Regions from separate parts of the Mus musculus genome. Here all the other regions are linked to region 1. The links are chromatin contacts, called in public Hi-C maps. All regions are on one chromosome and are shown on one strand. The core of a region is the stretch at or near the end of the contact, and the rest is flanking DNA. Distances in the headings are between cores, read along the strand shown.

Region 1 (2,927 bases), core at 240-2,739:
CAAAACTTATATTGCATAAAATATTGTGCTGTTTTAAAGCAGACAGTTTAGGAAATACATAGAACCAAACAGTAGATTATATAGTTATTCTGATCACTCTGATTTTGTAATTAGTTGTCCTTTGTTTTCATGACTTTAACATGATCATAATTTACAATCATTTTTCTTACTTAATTTCTATTTTCTAGTGGTGTTATAATGGGCAAATTTATACAGACATTTTCCCCCATCCCTGTTGGTGTAGTGACGATAGAATTCCTTAGAATATCATTAGTGTCAGGCTGTGAGTGTAAGCCAGTAGACACCCCTGTAGTGCTGTGTCTGAGACTGTAGTATATTCAGCACATGCTTATTTTCTAACTCAGGTCCATATCTCTCTTTTATTTTCCATGGAGCCTTATGAGTCCTTGTTCCTTACTTTGGGTTTGGACATGTGCCTTTCCATGACCAATGACATGTTAACAGATTTGCTGCAGCAGAAGCTAGAAGTGTGTTTATGCTATGGCCTTGTGCTTTGTACTTCTATCAGTTGTCCTGAGTGAGCATGCTCGTAAATAGTTGCTAATTGATGGAGATGAGTGACCAGTGCTGGAGCTGACCTGTAGCTTTTTACCAAGTACAGCTGAGCCTGCCCTGCAGCTGAATTCTAGACAACCAGATTGTTGTTGTATTCTGCCCAGCATAGGGTAGTTTATACTCACTAATGTTGTGGCTGTAGCTAAGGGATACAGGATGATGGTGGTGTAAAGGTTGTTCCCTGGGTCCTGATTTTGGAGCATTGTCTTTCCATGTAAAATCAAGGTCTTTACTGTTTCAAAGCACCAATGCATCACAAAACCAGCATCAAAATAGGCCCTATTGAGAACGGAAATCTCTCACAAGGGATGAGAACAGTACAGATTTGGAAGAGGGTTTTGGTCTTCATTAGCTGATTCCCCAAGCCTGTCACTGGCAATTGTTATAGGAGATTATGGTAGTGCTTCCCTCCCCCTTGGATAAAATAGTTATATTTTCTTAGTGGTAACAAGGGAAGTGAATCCACACAGCCTCAATTATGAAAAGAGCCTATTAAAATTCCATTTTGTTTTTTTTAGAAGTAAACATATAAAGGAAGCTGGAGGAGGCCAAGCACCTTTTTAAAAATAATGATTGTCTTGGGCTAATTCTTTCACTGTGCCTTCAGCATCATTAGCTGCCAATCCTACTGTGTGGTCTCATTCGCAATCAAAACTGATTGGAAAGGAAAGGCCAGGGTGCCAGAGACTTCCCTAAAGCAAAGAACTCAGAAACCTGGCCATCGCTTAAACTGCTTACCCTCAGCAGTACTTCCATTTACTTTTCTTTCAGCTGGGGTGGGGTATTGTTCAGCGGGTATTGTAATACATATTTCAGAAGAGAATACTGGAAAAAGAAAAGGATACTTTGTGCAAGCTCGGCCTGTTCTCAGCATATCTCTTTCTTGCCCATTTCCTTGTGATCTTTCCCTTTGCTCTGAGCTCCCCCCTCTGGCATTCATGGTATATTTCCTCTTCTGTAATTGCAAATTGCAAAGCTTCCCTCCCAAATCATTTTGCAAATGCTTTAGATTGTACAATGACTGCAGGGGCAGTTTGCTAGAGAGGGAGGCAGAGGAACAACCTGCAACATTTACTTAGAGTCACTACAGAATAAAATAAACAAAACAAAACAAAACACTTCAAACCAAAAACAAAACAAAACAAAACAGAAAAACAATGTACCATTGATGTTGCTTCAAAGATCCAGCTTGTTAGAACCATTTTCCTTCCCTCCTGTGCCAGGTCTCTTGTGAGATCATGGACAGATCCATCTGGCTCTTTGCCATTGCAGTCAATCTTTATCATTATCCTGATATGTCATGCTGTCTTTCTCTCTGTCTCTCACTGTCTCACTGTCTCTGTTTGCGTGAGACTTATTTTGAGTAAATTCCTATGTTGTATTTTCTTTAAAAGATGATTGGTAATGCCCAGTTCTTTTCAATTAAAATACTGTTTTAGATTCACATTTTCAGCTTATCTCAGATTTCCACAAGAGAGAATTTTATCTTTTAAGCATAAACATTAGAACACAAGTTCTGATGGAAAATTGTATCATGTGCATTTATCTTGTTCAGTCTTTTTGTTGCAATATACCGAGAACCTTCAGATTTTTCTATTTTATTATATATTATTTTATTTAACTTTTTTTCCCCGCACAATATATTCTTTTTCGTTTGCTTATGTTTTGAGTCAGGGTTTTCCTCTGTGGCCCTGGCTCTTCTGGACCTAACTCTGTAGATCTGGCTGGTCTGTAAATCAGAATGATCTACCTGTCTCTGCATCTGAGGGATTAAAGGCATGTGCCATCACTGCCTGGACATACAATAAATTCAGATTTCTTCTCCCTCAGATTTTGCCCACTGTCTTTCCATCCAAATGTACAACTTCTTTCTTTCTGTTTAGAAAAAAAAAAGGCAAAATATGAAAAGGCAATCAAACTAAAATAAAAAACAAACACAGAAATACAAAACCCAGAAACCAAGAGAGATGCAGACACACATGCACACACATTTGCGCAGCACACACAAACACCATGAAAACATCCAGAAACCTTAGTCATTGATGGGCACCGTCTTGAACTTGGTAGTGATGCTTCTGCTGAGCTTTCCCATATTTCCCTTTGTGAGTGATGTATAGTAGGCCCAAGGCTCCTTTCAGCTACAGAGAGGCATGCATAATTTCAGAACTAACCCCCCAGGCTTCTATTTTTTTAATCTGACTTTTTCTGCTTTTCATGCCATCTGTCTTCTTTCCCCCTCCTATGCGGTTTGGTTGTAGATCATCCTATTTAGCTACTTATATTTGTCTCATAGGAGCTTTTTATGTTTTTAAGTTGCTCAACTACTGTGAGGTAAATTGCAAAGAGAGAGA
Region 2 (3,254 bases), core at 603-3,102, 520 kb after region 1:
GAAGGTACAGTGGCCTTGAAGAACAGTTTATCCCTTCTTCAAAAAGTTAAAAATAGACTTATCATATGATTCAGAGATTCTACCCAAGAGAAATCAAAAATAAATGCACTAAAAAAGTTTTACCCAAATTTTATAACAGTGTTAACTGATGGGTGAATGAAATGTGAATACATACAATAGATATTATGTGGCCATAATATGAAATTTAATATATGATGAACCTTTACACATGAGGCTAAATTAAAGAAGCTGGCCATGAATGGCTACATTGTATGTGACTCTGTGCGAAATATCAAAAATTGGCAAATCTTCAGAGCTAGCAGTTACTTACTGTTTGGAGCTTGTGAGAAAATGAAGATGTGGACTCAGGATTTCTTTTGGGAATGAGTAACATGTTCTAAAATAGATTTTGCAGATGGCTGTACAACTCTGGATATATTAAATGATCTTGAACTCTATACTTCAAATATGGAAATTGTATGGTAGCTGAATTATATTGCAGTAAGTTTTTTTTATGTTGAGCTTTAAAGCTTTAAAAGTCCCAAATGATTTGTCATAGAAAATGAGTAGCTCAAGTTTTATACCACATTAATAGAGAACTTTGTCAAGGAAATATCCTACGCATTTTCACATTTCCCTAATCATCCTGAGAGGTGAACAATCAAGGAAGAATTTGTAAGGAAGTGATGCATAATTTAAATACTAAGTGGATTTATCCAGAGTTGGGGAAGAGCCATTCAAGCAGAAAGTGAGGGACCCTGAAAGATGAGGTCTGGGGGAAGTGAGATCCCCTGTGGTAAGCTGTGGGTGCCACTTTCTTGCCTATAACTCGAAACATCCCCTTCATCATTTCCCTTGCCCTCACTTATCTCCTGTTATCATATACCTAACCTATTTTATATCTGATTGTTCACCTTGTCTACCCACAATAGAATGGGACCTCCATAGGCAAGGGCTCTTTTTATAGCATTCACTGCAGTAGCCCCAACTGAGTAGGACCTCAGTTGTAAATGTTCTCAGTTGTAAAGTGATTGCTGAAGGTGTGGTCATGATTCTGCTCAGAGCTAGCAGGAATAAAAACAGATATGGGAAGTAAGACGGAGTTTAAAAACCAGCTCAACTTAAGTAATGGTTGAATGTCAGAGGCAGAGGAACGGGAGTTAAGGATGACCCTGGAGCATCTACACACAGAATCAGCAAGTAAGGTAGGGGAACGGGGAGGACTGGGCTACAGTGTGAGGATATGTGTAAGATGCCTGTGGGACTTCAGAGCAGATGTGTCTAAGACACAACAGGAAGCTTAACAGAAAGGGTGGGAGTAAACAAACAGACCTGGGGAAGCGTCAGCATGGAGCCATCCAACCTCGGAAAGGAAGGGTCCATAGGCCAAGGGCAGTAAGATGGTGATGCATAAAGCCAGCAGAGCACAGAGCACACAGCCATGCTGCTACCTGAGTAGAAATGCTACTTCCCCTGTCAGTGCACAGATCAGCCTCCTTCAGGATGAATGAAAGCCATGTCTCTTTTTAAGTCACCCACATCCCACGTGAGCTCGCCTACCCAGATTCTTCCTCGAGGTACCAGGAGCCCAGCCCAGAAACTAAACGTGCTAAGTGGGACCCCTGCTTCATCCTTGACCTTTGTACTTTGCTAAGTCTAGGAATGCCCTCGGCCATGACTGAGAATGTCGAATTCCTCCCTTGGGGGCTGTTGTGTATACTTATCTTCTACAGGCTTATTGCAGAGGGACATTGTTTTGGTTTTTTGCAAAAAGGTTAAGTTTTCCTGGAGTGACCGGGGCATAGCTTGCTATAGGATTAGCGATGCCGTGCTGCCACCTACTGGAAGCACCCACAGCTGTCAGGACAGACCTGTGACTGAAGACTTCAGTGCCTGGGCTGAACACTGACTGCTTCCCCTTGCAGACTCCTTTGCTCGGCCAGAAACAAAATATTCCCTGCATCTGTTTCCGCAGTCATTTTGAAACCAGCTTTATCCTGCCACCAGTCATGTCTGCCCTTCCAATCCCAACCTTTTTTGCAAGCTTCGCTTTAAAGGGCTTCATCTGACCAGTTTCTGTTTGGATTTGTGGTCACATGAGGCCAGTCTTCTGCCAAACATTCTTTTAATAATGATGACCTCTAGAAGCTCTGAGAAGGAGCTTTAATTCAGCGGTGATAATAAAGCTAGCTCTGACTCCTGGCAGCCAGGAAAAACAGGCAAGTGATGGGTTTTATAGCTTTTACTGCCTGATATAAAAAAAAGGTACCTGTTAATAAAAGTCAGTGATAAAACAAAAATGAGTATAATTTGATATCCAAGAGTGTTTTCTTAAGGACCGTCTATTACATTATTTAAATAATGTTACTTTTCTTGAATTTAACCTTCTTTTGACTTTGCTACCCATTTCTGCCTATACCGTTTTCTTCTGGTCTTGCCTCTCTTAAGTTTATTATACTTAGAGTAGATCTCATACATTGCAGAAACTAATTGGTCTCTAATTAATGGTTTAATTGGGGCTTTTTGGATGCAGGTGAGCATGCCTCACCAGCCTGCATAGCCTCCAGAGCGCCTGAAAACAATGAGAACTCATAATCTCCCCAGAAAAATGCCTGCCTCTAATTAAGGTCTGAGTTCTCCGAGACATGCCTCACGTGTGAAGGCCTTAGTTAAATAAGATTTCCTTCTTGTCGTGATAGCATACAGTCAGTTTCTAACTTGGGGTTCCTCCCAATTCCTGGCAGACAATGGATCTGTTCACTGTTGCTTATTTGCTGGCACTGGCATTGCTCAGAGAATACCATAGATGGCAGATGCTATTATGCAATGAAGATCCCAGGGAATAGAAATGAGAAATAACTTGCCCAAGATCTCCCATCAGATTGTCTTTATGTATCCTTCGGTGCCTCTTTGGTCTCGTGCTTAAGAAATTAAGTTAGCCTTCCGTGTGAGGCTGTTCTTCTGCCTGAAAGGACTGGGTTACATTGTTCTATGTAAAAATTCCAAGAACTATCACTTATTGATTTTAGTAGAATTCTTACTGAAAAATTGGAAGCTGGAAGCTGACCCCCTTCTTGTTTTATAAATAAAAGTTTAGTGTTGAAACTAACATGTTTAAAATTCAGAAACACAGACCAATGAGACAGCTCATCCAATAAGTGGCTGAGGCAGGAGTACCTGAGCTCAGTCCCCAGAACCCGTATAAAAATAGCTGAGTGTGGTAGCCCACACTTGTAATCCCAGCACTGGGGAAG
Region 3 (2,895 bases), core at 24-2,523, 790 kb after region 1:
TCCACCTAGAGATAGAGTCCCGTGTTTTATTACAGCAGGGAGACAGCAAGCCATTTGTTAGCGGTAAAGCTAAGCGAAGTTAATCACCTCACCTATGTTTGTGTTCCTCACAAGTGTTAATAGCATTAATTCTCTCTCCTCTCTCCCTGCCCTTCTCCCTCTCCCTCTTCCCCTCACCCCCGTATGTGTGTGTGTCTGTGTGTATACATGTGTGGGCATATGGTGTGTGTGAGTGCACACATGTACCGCGGCATACTTGTGGAGGTCAGTGGCCAGCTCCAGGTGCCTGGATTCCACCTTGCTTGAAACACAGTCTCTTGTTCCCGCTCTGCAGGCCTGGCTAGCTGGCCTGAGTTTTGGTGGAGTCTTACTCTGTCTCTCATCCCTCAGTAGGAGGATGCTGGGAATGTGTGCTACCTTGTCTGTTTTTTTCCATGGGTTCTGGACATTGGAACTCAGGTCGTCATACAGGCATGGTAAACACTCTGCCCACAGAGCCATCTTCCCAGGCCAGCAATAACTTTCAAAGATTCTCAAGGCCAAGTGTAAGGGAGTAGATACTTTACCCAAGACAGGAGTGGTGGCAGCTGCCTTTGACCCCAGCACTCAGCAGGCAGAGGCAGGAGGATCTCTTTGAGTCTGAAGACAGCCTGAGCCACGTAGAGAAAGCCTATCTCAAAAAGAAAAAAAAATTAGTCTTGGAGCTGGAGAGTTGGCTCAGTGATTAAGAGCTCTTACTGTTCTTGCAGGTTCAAGGCCCAGCTCTGTGACTTCTGGAAAACCACCCATATATACAAAATAATAAAATAAATCTTTAGAAAATATAAAAAACAACAACAAAGCAATAGTTTAATACTTGTGCACAACAAAATATAACACACTATATACCATAAAATTGCGATTATATACCATCAAAATGATTCTTTAAAGATTGAATGCCACTAGCAACGAGCTCATGCTAACTGAGGAAGAGTTTCCCGATCATAAATCTATTTTAGAACTGAAATTCATTGTACTGAAATCACCCTGAGTGAAAACACCCACACCCTCACCTGTTTGAGCGAATATTCAGTACACTGAGCACAGCTGAGTATGTTGCGTACTCACCTCGGGCAGTTTTGGGCATCCGTTATTAGTGGGGTGGTCCTTACTAGGCTATTCAACCAAGCACCCCAGACCACAAGCCCCCATTCTTCCAGGAAGCCTGCACTGCTGGATGGTGACCCATTCATGCTCCACCACTGCCCTCTAGTGTCTGGTATGCAATCCCAGCCTAGCATTTACCAGTTTTCTCAGCACAGCTAATGCTCTCTCCATGAGAGCAAGGATGACATTCTGCCCCTGTGTGTGCTCAGCTCCCATCATAATGCCTAACTGAGATGCTCACACATAAACATCTGTATTGTGAATTCATCTCTAACCAAGCAAACGCAGGGAACGGATAGATTCCTAGGTTCCATCATTAAGTTCTTCTAACCCTCTCTGTACCTTTTATTTTTGTCATGTCTCACGCTATTGCTGTGTTTATTATGTTTATCCTCTTGGCCTCTGGCCATCGTCCTTTCTATCTCTCTGCAGCCTGAGCACGTAAGACGGAACTTCAAAATAAGTGAGGGGCAGAGGTCTCCATGGCGTGTGTCTATAGCTTTAGTGATAATCTTTCTTGACAGGCAGGCTGGAAATTCAAAGGCATATTTTGTTTCCCTTTCAGCTCCTGCCTTCTGAATTGAGTTGTAAGTCTGGTGAAAAAGTTACTGCTATTTTGTATGTCTGCAAATCTCACGAAAAGTCTGGCTATGTGGCCAGCCCAAGCATAGGAAATAGAGGGATGTACATTACAGTGTAAGAAATTAATGCACGTTTATTGAAAGGCATAAGAATGGCCCAGAGCATGCCACCATTGGCTTTAGTAATGCTGGCAGAGGTGTAAGCCCTTGTTCTGGCCCTTCTGCACAGCTTACACCCCCTCGGGAGGGATTGTTCATGCACTATCGAGTTTATGGATGGAGACGGTGAGGCTTACAGGGATCAGCAGCTTTCCAAACCTGGCAGCAGGTTGTGAAACTTTCGAAAACCCAGATCTGTTTGATTCCAGTGGCTACATTCATGACAGTTCTAACTGCTGGCCCAAGCGGCCCCTGGCCTCATCATGGCTGAGACTGTCACCCAGGAATCTGGCAAGACTCCTCAATGCACTCCAGCTTGTGGGCTGGTCCCCACCTCCTGCTCTTTCTTGGACAAACTGCTCTCAAGCCATGCTGGGTTCCTTTTGTGACAGCGCCATCTTGGCTGGGAAGACTGGGCTTCTTCTTTCTTTTAATTCTGTGCTTACTATGTTCCTTCCTCGGGGAAGGTCTTTCCTGAGCACCTGAAGTCAGCCTGCTCTGATTTCTTAAAAATGACATTGATAGTCTTAAAAAAAAAACTTTATTCATTTTTATTTTAAATATATATGAGAGTTTCTCTGCATGTAAGTGTACCATGCAGTGCTTATAGACACCAGAAGAGGGCAGCAGATCTCCTGGAATTGAAATGGGAGGCAATTGTGAGCTGTTGTGTGGGTGCTGGGAACAGAACCTGGACCTCTGCTAGAGCCACAGATGATGTTAACCAACAAGTTGTTTCTCCAGGCCCAACCCAATTCTTTTAATTAGTTCTTATGGATAGTCTCTCCCATTTGGTAGTAAGTACCAGTAATTTGGGGTGCACTTCTTATGCCCAAACCTGTGCCTGGCACACCACACCCAGTATCTCCCTGTGCTAGCACATTCATTCCTTTATTATATGTCAAAATTCTTAAAGCTGACATGTGTTGAACAGCACTCCCATGCTTGGACCATGCCAGATATTTTGCACTGTGGTTGCATTTATTAGTCTGCCCTGGCCATATGAGAT

Evidence for each region. Hi-C and Micro-C count contacts between places; a contact is called where the count stands out from the background.
Region 2: a contact with region 1 is called in a Hi-C map of cortical neurons, with 3 times the contacts expected there. The contact joins two enhancer-like sites. A contact is called at or near these places in 1 of 39 promoter capture datasets (the C10 cell line), 1 of 15 datasets of contacts at CTCF or cohesin (pro-B cells), 25 of 484 Hi-C or Micro-C datasets (3T3-L1-derived adipocytes, the C10 cell line, the G1E-ER4 cell line and 14 more) and 2 of 115 datasets of contacts at active chromatin or transcription factors (astrocytes and microglia).
Region 3: a contact with region 1 is called in a Hi-C map of cortical neurons, with 6 times the contacts expected there. The contact joins two enhancer-like sites. A contact is called at or near these places in 5 of 484 Hi-C or Micro-C datasets (the N1E-115 cell line, adipose-derived mesenchymal stem cells, cerebral cortex and 1 more) and 2 of 115 datasets of contacts at active chromatin or transcription factors (astrocytes and embryonic stem cells).

What each region holds. Positions count from the first base shown.
Region 1 is chr6:33,404,277-33,407,203 of GRCm38.p6, forward strand. All of the region lies in intron 7 of Exoc4 (exocyst complex component 4), which reads left to right. Among named protein-coding and RNA genes, the nearest start is that of Gm38785, 37 kb to the right of the region's middle. Within about 2 kb of position 1,490, at least 9 of the 459 cell types and tissues checked have an H3K27ac peak or open chromatin away from gene starts, as enhancers often do. A contact at or near this core is called in cortical neurons and forebrain, where this site is marked.
Region 2 is chr6:33,928,074-33,931,327 of GRCm38.p6, forward strand. All of the region lies in intron 17 of Exoc4 (exocyst complex component 4), which reads left to right. Among named protein-coding and RNA genes, the nearest start is that of Gm13853, 63 kb to the right of the region's middle. Within about 2 kb of position 1,853, at least 48 of the 459 cell types and tissues checked have an H3K27ac peak or open chromatin away from gene starts, as enhancers often do. A contact at or near this core is called in cortical neurons and forebrain, where this site is marked.
Region 3 is chr6:34,192,673-34,195,567 of GRCm38.p6, forward strand. No RefSeq gene overlaps it. Among named protein-coding and RNA genes, the nearest start is that of Gm32533, 3.1 kb to the right of the region's middle. Within about 2 kb of position 1,274, at least 25 of the 459 cell types and tissues checked have an H3K27ac peak or open chromatin away from gene starts, as enhancers often do. A contact at or near this core is called in cortical neurons, where this site is marked.